Regions from separate parts of the Triticum aestivum genome. Here region 2 is linked to region 1. The links are chromatin contacts, called in public Hi-C maps. All regions are on one chromosome and are shown on one strand. Each heading gives the region's core, a stretch centred on a gene start, on an enhancer-like site or on the middle of the called end of the contact. The rest is flanking DNA. Distances are from core to core; before and after follow the strand shown. Region 1 has its middle 13 kb from the start of LOC123159537. Region 2 holds the start of LOC123156041.

Region 1 (6,955 bases), core at 736-3,235:
CCAACAAAGTTATCACGCCGAGAAGTGTAATTCTGTTGTCTAAAGTCAATCCCCATAGCGAAGAGTGGGACAAGATTCTAATCCGAGATGTGTTCTCTTCGGTTGACGCTCACCTGATATTACAGACTCCCCTTAATGCTAATTTTCTTGATGATTTTGTTGCTTGGCACTATACCAAGTTCATGAAATGATTTTCTAGCGTAATCGGTTTCTACCGGATAAGTTGCTGCCGTCCATCTTTTCTGTGGGATGTATGCACATATTACTCTATCAATTGTTATACCATGCATTGTCTCACACATATACATCATACTACTTTCTCTCTCCTTCAATCCATCTAACTTTCTTACGCAACTCTAGGACGTATGGGACAACTAGTGAGGAGAACCCATAGTAGAGTGATTAGTGGGTATGTTTCGAGTAAAAAGGTATCATTACATCCCATCCACCCATGCTTTTCCATTTGATTATATAGTTAGTATCAATTATATCTTTTGAACCAAATATCATATTGACAAACCATTTGGATTAGTATTCACGATATTTAAATCTTTAAAACAAGATCAATTTTGAACACGTTTGAAAAAATCAAATTTAAATTACAAAAGTATATTGAAATTTATATGAACCGTTTCACGTGTTTTCATCGTATTTTATATGCTCATTTCGCATTTCAGTACTATTTCATTCAGGTTTCATTTCTATTTTCAGAGTTGTCAAATAAGTTTTCATATCATTTTGTTACATTGTCTTGCATGGTTGGGCTGGGCTCTAAAACTGTTCTTTTCACATATTTTTATATGATTTCATTTCTGTGTCAATGCACTTTGATAAGTTTTCAATTTTTTTCCATATACTCGCTTTAGCATGTTTTCGTTGTTGTTTCATTCCACAGATCTTTAATGTTTCATCCCAGATTTTATACAACTTTCACTAGGATTTATTACAATCCCTTTTTGCATGTTTTCATCATTGGTTCATTTCGGTATCATTATTGTATCATCTCATATTTCATACTTCCTCCATTCCCAAATATAATTCTTTCTAGAGATTTCAACAAGTGACTACATACGAAGCAAAATGAATGAATATACACTCTAAAATATGTCTACATAAGGATGTATGCTGTAGTCCATTTGAAATGTCTAAAAAGACTTATATGTAGGAACGGAGGGAGTACAAGTTTATGATATCAAAATTTGAATTTAAACTTGTTTAACGCATGTCCAAATTTGATGTTGTTTTAAAGATTTAAATGTCATGAATAAAAATCTGCAAACGGATTGTATTTACAGATAATGAAACGGACCATATGACAGTTGCTTTAAAGATAGTTATTACATCGAATTGTCCAAAGCTACTTATATTTACAGGACTCTCGATGCAAAAGAATGCACAGTTCGTACTTCGTAGTGCCAAGTGAACGAGAAATAAGCTGGACCTTCATGTTCATACATACAGTCCTAAAAAAAGAGTATTCATGCTCGTACCAGCGGTAAATCTCGGTGATAACGAAAGCTGCACCGAAAGAAGAGCGGGAGCTGCTGCACCATCTCGAAGAGGAGATGGTATCTCGGGGTGCGTGATGTGTGCTGAGCGAACCCTAGTAACGGGGGACACGGCCGGCCGGATGCGCCAAAGCGGCCGACATGACCATGCCCACCGCCAAATCGCCCCAAGCGGCACCCTGCCCTCCCCGAGTCTCCACAATCAAAGATTACGCGTCCATATCATTTCGAAAAAAGAAGATTACAACCATCCGAGTCGACTCTTCCCTTCCTGTTTCTTCTCTGGAGATTAACCGACTCTGCGTCGCACAACAGATCGCGTCAGGCCGTCCCTTTTCCTCTTGCTAGTAAGTTACATCCCCATCAAAATAAAAAGTTACGTAGATCCAAAACCCCGAGCCAAGGGGATAGCGCTTTTGGACTTGGACGCCGACCAGAAGAAAAGGCAGCGTGGGAACGGCGTCTTCAGATAAGCGACGACCCTGACGAGGGCTTGGTCGTGGTCGTCCACGTTAAGCGACCCCGTGGCGGGACCTGGTGCCGCGTGGCAGCGCGGAAACCCCGAGGTTTGGACGGTGGGCGGCGGAGCCGGAGCCTTGGCCGCGGCGTGGGGGCGGTGGTGCGCCGTGGGCGGCTGACGGGGACGGAGGCGGGCGGTGGATCGTGGGGAGGTGGTCGCGGTCGCGCAGAGTTTTTCTGGTGCGTGCGTGTGAACGCGGTAGCGGCAGCGGCAACACGGGCTGATGGGCCATGCTGGCCCTTTCTTACTATACTGGGCTAAAGCCTGCCCTGCATCTGCTGTGGGTTAAGAAGACCGGAAGCAAACTGAAAGCAAGTTTGGGATTTCGTCGAATCATTCGCAAGATCACCTTGTCAACAGACCAGAGCTTTCTGACAGAGGCTCTTTTAACGATGTTTTATGTCAGAGTTCGGCCTGCCAGTATCTGAATTGGTTGTGTACGTTTCATTCGCAAAACAAAAAAGAGAGTGAAACATGTGCTTTTTTTCTTCTACAGAAAAATCGTTACAGCTCGTTGGATTACCTCACACAACTACAACTCTGGATGTCACCTGCTCTGAATTCAGGACGAACCAGTGGAGCGCTTTCCAAAGTGTGTGCGTACAAATCAAATGTCCAGGGGGAGTGCCAGCAACCTTCGCAGTTCAAGAATCAATGCACGCGATCCTTCCCCGAAAATAAAATAGAATAAAAGTCTGACCGTAAGACACATCATCCTGAGCAGCTCGCGCCATCTCGTGATGTTGTTCACAGTGATTTATCCAATATTCCCTCCGTCCCATAATATAAGACGCTTAATGTCTTATATTGTGGGACGGAGGGAGTACTTACTAAAACTTTTTTGTGTGTATTTTCTATCTTGGGTTTCATTGGTTTGCGGTTTTCAGTTTTCTATGATTCTGGATTTTATTTTAATTTCTCCTTTCATTTTGGTTTGTTTTTAAATTTTTATTTGTCTTTGGTTTTCATTTTTCTATGTTTTTGTCGATTTCCTTCAGTTTTCACGTTTTTACATTATTGTTCTCTTTTTCGAAAACATGTCGACTTTATTAATACATGTCATACATTTCTATCTACACGCAACACCTTTTTTATACACGTTAGCCATTTAAAAAAAATACACGATTACCATTTCTTCAATTCATTGTTTGAAACATTTACTTTGAATAAATTTTAATTCATTTTGAAATGCACGTTTAACTTATTTTATTATATTAGGCAACTTTCTTACTATGTGATGAAATTTTCTAAAAATGTGATTAGATTTTTTTTCAAATGCAGGATTTTTAAAAACGTCATGAACATTTTTATTACAATTTGCGGACATTTTTTAAATGTCACGTACATTTTTTTCGACGGTACAGTTTTTTAACTTCTGCAAAAACAAAAATTATATAAAAGTTTCCAAAAAAAATGTGAAGAACATTTCTTGAAATGCATGAATTTTTTTTAATGGTACAGAATACTTTTGAAAAATATTACAAATAATTTCTACATTATGTACATACCTTTTTTAAATGTCACATATTTTGATTAAATACGTGCACTTTTTATAAATGCCGTAACTTTTTTTAATGCTATCAACATTTCAAAAAGTTATGCAAACATTATTTCTACACTAAATGAACATTTTTAAATGTGCGATGACCACTTGTAAAAACTATAATTTTACAATATCTATATTTTCTGAAAATACAAACAAAAATTTAAAGAAGAAAAAAACAAAAGAAACAAAATGAATGAACGGACTAACGTTCGTAGGAACAAAAGGCCGGCCGATTAGCACGTCACAGAGGCGAGGAGACGTGGCCCGTAGGCCGTGTTCAAAACACACGACCCTGTTTGAGATTCTTGGCCGGGATAATTGTTTGGGGTAATTCCCGTTCAATCCAAATTAAGTATAATTGCCGATGCTTCGGGGAGTGCTTACAGGTAGACCAACTAGTTAACAGTGCTCCTTCGGAAGGCTTACAACGATCAGCGTCATTTGGCACGCTCTCAGCCGCCCGCCACGTGTCGCGCTTTGGTCGCTCTCTTCAAATTTTGTTCTATTTTTATTTTATTTTTTCGCACATGTTTTTGGCTTTTTAAACGGTTTTCCCCTTTTTTCGATGTTTCGGTTTTTCATCGGTCTTCCTTAACTTTTGGAACAATTTTTTTTCTCAAAAAAAAAAAATTGTTGCGCGAAAAAACATATTTTTTTTTATTTCGTGAGAGTCACGGGTTTGCTTCCGCGAGAGGCACGGTTTTGCCTTCGCGAGAGTCACGGCCGTGACTCTCAGAAACTAAAAAAAAACGTGTTTTTTATTTTTTTTCCTTCCGCAAGAGGCACGGTTTTGCTTTCGAGAGAGGCACGGTTGTGCTTTCGGAAACAGAAAAAGAAGTTTTTTCTATATTTTTCATTCCATGAGGGGCATGGTTTTGCTTCCGAGAGGCACGACCGTGCCTCTCGGAAACAAAAAAATGCATTTTCTGTTTTTTCTTTCTTTCGCGAGAGGCACGATTTTGCTTCCGCGGGAGGCATGGCTGTGTTTTCTCTTTTTTTTATCCTTTCGCGAGAGGCACGGTTTTGCTTCCACGAGAGGTATTGTTCTGATTCCGTGAGAGGCACGGGCGCGCCTCTTTCGGAAAGGAAAAACCTCATGCTTTCGGTTCGGTTTCTTCGTCTGGTTTTTTTTGTGAAAAAAAGTTCATCAAAACCTATCAACATGAGATCTAATTTTAAAGATCTCGACGCGAGGAATCCAATGGTGAAAATGGTTCGAGATTTGAACTCCTTAACTAGTGATTTTGGCTTATAGGATGCTCATTGACGCACGATTTAAAAGATAAAACTTTTTGAATAAATGAATCTACGAAAAAGGAAAAACTCCCTGGTTGTGACAAGTGGCGCACATCTAGGCACCACTTGTCGCAACCTAGGAAAATGAGAGTGATCTTTGCAACGAGTACTCCTTAACTAGTGATTTTGGCTTACAGGATGCTCGTTGTGTCAAAAAAAAAACTAGATTTATGCACACGGCATCGTCGAGTGGGCTGGTCCATCAGCGAGCCACTATCGCAAACCGCTCTTCTACAGTGAGCAGTGTTGTTCATGTAGTAATGCTTTTTTCTTTCCTTTAATTTTTTAGTTAATTTTTATATTAAAATGAACATTTTTTGAGAAAACATCAACACTGTTTCAACTAAGAACATTTTTAAATTATGAATAATTTTAAATCCAAACAATTTAGTACAACACAAATGACTTTTACAACAGTGATCACTTTTTGGAGAATAAAAATAAATGGAAAACACATTTTGTAAAGAAAATGTGTCTTTTGAACATTTTTTTGGAAATTCAGATTTTGTATTTTCCAAGTATTTTGTTAAAGTGAACAATTTTTGGAAAATTTGATTATTTTCGATTTTTTCTAATTATGATCATTTTTGAAAAAACTAGTGAATTTTGAAAATTCTACCATTTTTTGAATTTTCCTATTTATTTCATTTTTCTGAAAAGTTTCGAAAAAAATTAAATGATACATTATCCTTGAGACCATCGCGCCATGTCATGGAAATTTTCACAATGATTTATCCAGTACTTCGGCCTGAAATGCACGCTTCATATTCCAGCCCTTCAACGCGGGCGCTATATAAGACAGTAAAATGCGCTTGTTTTGCGCGAAGCTTCTATTACCGGGTTTTGTGAATTTTTTCAGGGTAGCTTCTATCACCGGGTTTTGTGTGTTTTTTCATTTTGTCTATATTCTGTGGTGGTTTTCATCTGTTGTCATATTTAGTTTTTTTGTATTTTTTTACTGATCTTATCATATTTTTTGGTTCACTTTTTGTGTTTCCCTTTTTGACTGTTTTCTCCAATTTTTGGGATTTATTTATTTCTTATTTTTTTCCACTTATTATTTTTCCTTATATTTTTTTGAAACACGTATCGACTTTTCAATAAAGTCTGTACATTTTTTATCTACACTTGTAAAAGTTTTAGTACATGTTGAACATGTTTTAAATAAATGATTAACATATTTTGAAAACATTTTTGGGAAACATATTTCTTATAATTTTAAATATTTTCAAATACACAATGAACATTTTCTGAAATATATAAAACATTTTCTGAATATTAGCGGACATTTTTATAGCATGTAATAATTGTTTTGGAAAAATTCATGAGCATATTTATTAAAATGCATGAACAATTTTTTCAAATGTCACAAACATTTTTAAGAATTGTAAAAAATTTATACATTACCAGATAATTATTATACATTGTATATACATTTTTTATGAATGTCCCAATTTTTTCTTAGAACATGTGAATATTTCGTAAATGTCACACCCATTTTATTAAATGGATGTTTGTTTTGGAAATTCAAGCCAACATTTCATTAAGTTGTATAATTTATTTTTAAAAAATGTGAAGAAATTTTCTTGAAATGTTTGAACATATTTTTCAATGGTTTGATTTAAAAAAAAATAAGAACACATTTTTTGAAGATGTCACGACATTTATTTCCAACATCTCAAAAACATATTTTAAAGCTATAGGAACATTATTTTTACACTACATTTAAAAATTAAAGTAAAGAAAACTTTAAATGCATATAAATTTTTTACACAAACAAAATTTAAAAGAAGAAAATGAAAATAGAAAACAATAAAACTGAAAGAATAGACTGACGTTCGTAGCAAGTAATGGGACGGCTCAGTTGCGCTTGCGTAGAGGCGAGGGGACGGTTGCTCTTGCTGTGGGCGAGAGGGCCCATTGTGAACCTCTCCAGCTTTCGACTCCACAAAATTCAATTGTGAAGCTGGCGCGAACGCCTGAGCTCCGAGAAGCTACACAAAGCTTAGCACAAACACAGTGTATAGATGCGCTACTTCATCCCTGTTCCAGATGCACAACCCCTTTTGAGATCCTTGATCGGCC
Region 2 (6,898 bases), core at 1,756-4,255, 76 kb before region 1:
TTGTGCAGGTTCTGGATATATATCCTTGAAAGTAGGGTCATGAATGAGTGGAAGATTGCCTTCTTCTAATAACATGGCGGCATTTGAACTTGTAATTGCAGGAACATGGCCATCCACATATGGATCTCCAGAAAGAACATGTTCCTTAGCCAACATGTTTGATGTTGGAGGTACTGCCGAAGCATTTCCAATTGCTTTCCAAGGATCCTGGTTTGAGAAAAGAGATTCTGTGTAAGCTGGTTCACGTGTAGCTTCGACACAATCAGTACTAGCTGCAGCCTGCAATACAACTTGACTACTAACATTATAGGGAGCGGAAACCATGCCATTCAGCATTTCCCCAGGATGATGTGCAGGAGGTCCAGCAGGAGACTGAACACCAGAGTAAGCAGGCCTCACAAGAAATCTTTCGCTCGGAACAGGATGTTCAATGGGCACACCAAGGTTGTTCTTGAGTAACATACTTGGCTGCTGGACAATCTCAGGATATACGTTGTTGGCACCAACATTTCGAGAGGGAGGTGGCTGTTCAGTATGTCTCACAACATTGTCATCTAGGATAAAAGAAGGAACAGGAAAAGCATTGCTAGTGCCCATGTGATAACCTCCAGCCTGAGATTTGTATATGGGACTGCCATCAATAATAACAGGTGGCTTCTCGACTATCCCATCGCCAGCAGCACCATGGGGAATAGCTGACTTCCCTTGCACAATAGATTCTGGAGGCGCAATAGGACCTAACTGAATTCCTTGCATCCGAGCATCGATAGCTCTGACATAATCATGAGGAACATCATGGGCATATTCTCCAATTGGTTCTGCTACTGGATGATTTGAATTCTTAAATGCACTAGCATCAATCCCTTGTGGATTGCTACTGACTCCATTTGCCAGGACTTGTGATGGCTGCATACTGTAAGGGTGTTGCTGCTGACGTTGGTACATGAGAAAATCTTCAGCAAGCGTGTGCGGAGGCTGCCCTACAAAAACTCCATTTGAAGTAGGTATACTGGAAAGAGGTACAGTAACCATGGTGGGTTGAACCAACGCTCCTGCATCTTGAGATGGTTCTGCTTGAACTGCTGGATTTCTGGCAGAAAGTTTTGGATCAAACTGGGCCATCATCCCTGCTGTGCTCTCAGCTCTGGGTTCTGATATGTAATTAGCAGATGTTACTGGAACTGCAGCTGGAACCTGTTGTTTGGTTGCATCCTCTTGATGGAGGCTGTAAAACACTGGACTAACATCAGGATAATTCAGTGCGCGAGGATTTCCCTGCTCCTGTATCATGTTATCCGAATGGGCATGCGGCAGTATTTTCTGGCACATCGTGCAATCATCGTACCTCACTGCTGGCACAGTAGCTGAGCTTACCACCACTGGGAATGCCCTCGAGCTCATCATCACCGGTGAGCTTGCTGTGCTTGTGAGTACCGTCTGGACGCCATATCTCTGAGCATCACTTGCCTGCAAAGTCGTATGAGGCAGAGGAGGAAGCTCTGAAAGTGGCTGCAGTACCCTGTAATTCGGATCAACTGCAGTTTGCATTGGTCTTGTGAAATGCAGATTCTCCAGAACACGTTCTGTACCTGCAGAAACAGGCCTCAAAGCACCAATTTGGGCACCCGTGGTCGCCATGGAGTTTGTTCCCAGAGTACTGGGCACATACTGGCTCATGTGCGCAGGCATCAGATTAGCGGACTGAGATACACCATGCAGACCAAATTGCTGTGCATTGACGTACTGGATTTGTTGAGGCTCTAGGTATGATTGTGGCATTTGCGAAGTATAAGCAGTAACCTGAGGCAGCTGCGGCGGCGGCGCATAAGAAGCAACTTGAGGCTGCTGCGGCGGCGCATAAGAGGCAACCTGAGGCTGAAGTGGCGGCGCATAAGAGGCAGCCTGTTGAGCCGGCTGCTGATGCTGTGCATAAGAGGCAACCGGAGCCGGTTGATGCGGCGGCGCATAGGAGGCAACCTGATGAGGCTGCAGCGGTTGTGGCTCCGACCTAAGCAACAAGGGGTTGTGCGCCGGAATGCCCATTGCCGGAGCTGACGCTGCGACAGCACTAAATCCTAGCGACTGCGGAAAGGGACTAGCATGGTTGGTGTGGCTCCCAGCTGAATACAAATATTCAGGCGGGACGGAAGGGGGCGGCACGGCCCGCGGCGACATACCTTCAGCGAGGCCGGCGGGCTCGGAGGCCTCGGAGTTGTGCGCGGACGAGCCGCCGCTGGCGACGCTCTCCCTGCGGCGGATGGCCGCGACGGCGTCCGCGGAGACGCAGTTGATGGCGTCGATGTAGCGCTGCCCGGTCTCGTCGACGGCGAGGTGCGAGCCGGAGCCGGACGGCTCGCCCCCGGAGGCCGGGAAGAGGAAGACCCGGAGCTTGGCGGAGCCGTCGGGCGCGGCGGCGGCCAGCTTCTCGTACTCCTCCAGCATGTTGTCGTAGTCCTCGGCGCAGGAGACCGAGACGAGCGAGTCCAGGTCCTCCCCGGGGAGCTGGTACTTGACGAGCACCCCGCCGGCGGCTCCGGCGGACTCGTCGACGGCCTCGACCTTGCGCATGAGGTCCCCGAAGGAGGCGGCGCGGGGCACGGAGATGAGGCGCATCTGGCCGCCCACGTAGCGCAGCGCCCCGTCCCCGGACCTCGGCGCGATCCGGCCGCCGTAGCTGCACAGCAGCTTCACCTTCCCCGCCCCGGCCTCCTCCTCCCCCGCCCCCGCCGCCGCCAAACGCGCGCTCGGGCTCCCCGTGTCCGCCGTCCCCCTGCTCGCCATCGTCGCCGCCGCCGTCCTAGGTTTCGGGCCGCCGCGGAATCACGTGGGGCGCGGCGCGGAACGGCCGGAGGTGGGGATAAATTCCAACTTGTCCTCCTGTGTATCCGCGCGGGCGCGGGCGCGGGCTTTCTCGGCGGGCTGCGCTAACAGAACAGAACGGAAAAGAGCACGGCGCGGCCGCTGGTTATATCGGACCGGAGCGCGGAGTGGCTGAATCAGTAGTACAGCAGTGCGCGATGCGGTGAGAGCAACTGCGAGCGACGGTGGATGGGGATGGGTTAAACTCGGCGTGGACCGGATTGGTAGATCACTTTTTTGGGGTGGGAGGCTGGGATTAATTAAAAATCGTGGGAGAAAGGGGATGCGCCATGTGTCCCGTTGTGTGCCGTGTGCATATCTAGCGCTGGCACGATAATAAAATACGGTAATTTTTATGTACTCCTTTTTCCTAGGGTTGTATTCTTTTTGTACTTACGATATACTGTACTGTACGTACTACTGCTAGTACTCCGTGTCGGTTTGCTGCACGAGCCGCGGGGGTCCGCTCGTGTGCTCGTGGGTGTGACTATGTTGGCCGCTTTCGTTTGATGGACAGACACGTTGCAGCTTGCCCAGTGCGTGCTCCTGTTGACCTCTCTTGATCTGGGAGTATAGTACGCCACTGTGTGTACTGGGTGAAGGCATGGCGCATGAGATGATGATGCATATGGGCCGACGTGTTTGTCATGGCCATGCAGGCGAGGCGGTTTTGCTGATGCTGCACACCGGTGCCGACATTGGCTTCGTATATCGCTGGTGTGCCACCGATGAGCTTTTCTCGTCCGCTGGAGCCATAGGTTCGGTCTGGTGCCTCCCCTTGTTGCCGCGTGTCCAGCGGGCTCATGCTCCTGTGGTGCTGTCCGGGAAAGAGAGGCACGCAGACCACAAACACCAGAGGGTGGCCATAAACTAAGCGCGCAGGTAGCCACGCGTCAAGCGGCATCCCGAGCAGCTCGTCGTCGTCAGGAAACGAGCAGGCCAGAACAAGCCCTGTGCGAGAGCAGATCTGAGAATGGCCAGCGCCACTTAACACAAAGCTGAACTCTAAGAGCATCTACAACCGGACTTCTCAAACCCACCTCATACGCTCGGACAGACCGTCCGGTCATGATTTTTTGATTCAGACGGCCCCTCAAACGTCCGAGTTGACCGGCACCCTCCAAATCCAGCCCAAACATGGGGCGAATATGAGGCGTCCGGACACGCCTGCCACGTCGGCATGACGGCATGGCCCCACACAAAAACGACCGGAAACCGGCGATCCGACAGACTCCAGTCCATCGATGTGGTGTGAACGCCGCGTGGCGCCGATCCGACTCGCCGCGCAAGACGAAAACCGGCTATTTAAGCCGACCGACATCCCGCAACCCTAACCCATCCCTCCCCCCTCTCCGCACCGCTAGTCCGAGCCCATCCACCACCCCCCCCTCTCCTGCTCCGGCGCTCTGTCCACTCTCCGGCAATTAGCCATGGTCCAGAGCAAGATCACCTACTATGCAATGATGATGGAGCGCCACTACGAGATCCAGTGGCAGATCCGGACAAGGAAAACCGCGCGCGCCGTCCGCATCGCTGCCGGGCTGCCTCCAGACTCGCTGGAGCCGGAGGAGATGGCTCCGATGGAGGTGGAGGAGGCGGAGGAGCTGGACCAGCAGGTGCCGGCCTTCAACATGGAGCAGGCGAAGGCGGAGTTCGCCGTCGCCCAGTCCGACAAGATGGCCAAGCAGCAGGCCATCCTAGAGTCCGTCCAGGATGAGGCCTATGTGAAGGCTAGCTGGGCAGTCCGACGAGCTCTTCGCCGAGCTCGACACGGAAATAGAGGCGGAGGAGGCCAGAGCGGAGCAGCTGGAGGAGCCGGAGCTACAGCTGTCGCCCATGCTGTCGAAGCCGACGGAGATCGTCGACATCTCCGACGACGAGTAGCTAGTTGATCGACGTAGTACGCAGGATTATTTTAGTTTGCATGTTTTTGCATGGATTTGAGAGTCTAATATGAAAAGTCCGAATGCAACAAGTGAAATTTGAGGTGTGCCCGGCCACTGCCCGCAGACGCGCCCCCGCGGGTGTTTGAGGGGCCGAATTTGCCATATGTGGTTGTAGATGCTCAACGCTCCAAACCCGGCTTAAATGCCCGAGCAGACGGCCTCGTCACCAAATATCGACCCAAACGGATGACTCAAACGCTCAGGCTGACCAGTATCCCTCATACCCAACCCAACTATAAGGCGGATATGGGGCGCCCGTGCGGGTCCGCCGACACCGCTGTAGGTCGTAGCGGGCCCACCTGCAGCGACAGAAACTCCGTCCTCTCTCAGCGGTGCACCCAAATTTTAGTCCCATATCCTCGCGTGAGGTGGACGCCGACCGGCTAAAATAGTCCCATATCCCATGTTATTGTGTAGGTCTATCAATTCTCGCCGCGTGAGTAAGATAACTTGACACTAGACTGCATTTCATTAACTGATAATTGTTCATCTAGTGTCAAGTTCGTCTCATTCATGTACCCCTACTACAATGACAGTAGATTTTTATTTTTCTCGTCGACACATTGTGATTCATACAAAGAAATACTTACATGAATGGTTTCCTTGTCAAGGAGATAGACCCTGACTAACATAGAAGATTCATAGTGATAGTCTATATTCTTAACAAAAAATGCAATGATGTCAGAAGCTTATCGCTTCTGGACAACCCAACTTTTTAAACCGGTTGACTAGCTCGTCACATGGCGAGATGGGACTAATACGGGTGTGAACAACTTAACTATGAGCAATTTTTGATGTGCTATGACACCCCAGTCGGGTAAAGACGGACGGATGATCTTTGTGCATGACCCTGCATATAATAGATGTTTTGAAAATATGGTATGTGGTTGTAAATGATAAAATCTGAGGTCGCGCTCAGTCATCGTCGTGGACGTGTCTGCGGACGTTTGAGGACCCGAATTTGCAACATGAGGCCGTGGATGGTCTAAGAGCAACTCCAACCGGGCAACCCAAACGGACGCGCGGTTTGTCCGCTTTTTATCCGTTTGTGTCGGCCAGGCGGACAGACGGCCGACCCAAATTTACACACGTATAAAAAATAGAAAATGATAAACACGTGGCACATATAACCATAATAGAAACTTGATTACCCATAGGGTTGGTCAACCGCCGGCCAAAGTCTACTTAAAACATAATTAAGCATTAATTAAAACTAAAATAAGTTCGTGCCCGCACGCAGCCCTAGACGTTCGCTTTGCCCTTGCCCATGTCGTCGTCATCGCCGTCGGTGAGGTCGATGAAGATGGGCGGCAACCCAGCCCAGCCGAAGGCGACTTCATAGACCGCCAGGGCTACCTCCTCCGGCGTCTGCTGCAGCGGCGGCAATGTGGCGACGCGGGTGCGTTCCTCCTCCTCTTCCTGCCGCTCCCTCTTCATTTGCAGCTCGCCATCAGCGTGCTCCTCCGCCAGCCTGCGTTGTCGGCAATGCTCTAGAAACATGGCCTCATGCGTCGGTGTCGCGCCGAGCCAAACAAGGGGGTGCGCCGACCCACTCTCGCCATGTGGGACCACCGCGGACACCGAGACAACGCGCTTCGTGTCTGGGCCGATTCATTTCAGGCGTAAATTTGGGCCAAAATTTGGTACGAGCATACGCGAAGCAGACGGGTTTTGAGAATGGGTGAGCGCGTTGGGCCAGCATTTTTATCCACGACAATCCAAACAGACGTGTGCAGATGAAATGAGTCGGCCAGTTCCACGACGATGCAAACGGACGTGGACAGACGAAATGGGTTCCCCGTTGTAGTTGCACCTCGGCCGAGCGCAGTTTCCTCTGTCTGCTACTCGAGAAGCTATAACTAACTTTCTCTTCTCTAAAGAAAATGACTAACTAATCCCGTCCTGGTCACCGTCGTCAGAAACGAGTAGATTAGACAAATGGTAGAGCAGATCCAGCGCCTCTTTAAACTTAAACAAAGCCTGAGCCCCGCACCAGCCAACCGCAGCTATGCCCGGTTCAAAAAAAAAAAAAAAAAGCCAACCGCAGCTTCTTCCCGCAAACAAATTTTACCCTGGTCAAACATGCGGCCCAG

What was found. A called contact is a pair of places that touch in the nucleus more often than the background predicts.
Region 2: a contact with region 1 is called in a Hi-C map of leaf, with 7 times the contacts expected there. The contact joins the promoter of LOC123156041 here to the enhancer-like site in region 1. A contact is called at or near these places in 5 of 5 Hi-C or Micro-C datasets (leaf, root and an unstated tissue) and 1 of 1 datasets of contacts at active chromatin or transcription factors (leaf).

The regions. Positions count from the first base shown.
Region 1 is chr7B:49,346,776-49,353,730 of IWGSC CS RefSeq v2.1, reverse strand. No RefSeq gene overlaps it. Among protein-coding and RNA genes, the nearest start is that of LOC123159537, 13 kb to the right of the region's middle. Within about 2 kb of position 1,985, at least 6 of the 8 cell types and tissues checked have an H3K27ac peak or open chromatin away from gene starts, as enhancers often do. A contact at or near this core is called in leaf and root, where this site is marked.
Region 2 is chr7B:49,423,643-49,430,540 of IWGSC CS RefSeq v2.1, reverse strand. It overlaps LOC123156041, which reads right to left and starts at 3,005. Exons shown (of 10, transcript XM_044574209.1): 1 at 304-3,005; 2 at 1-207. The coding sequence starts at 2,781.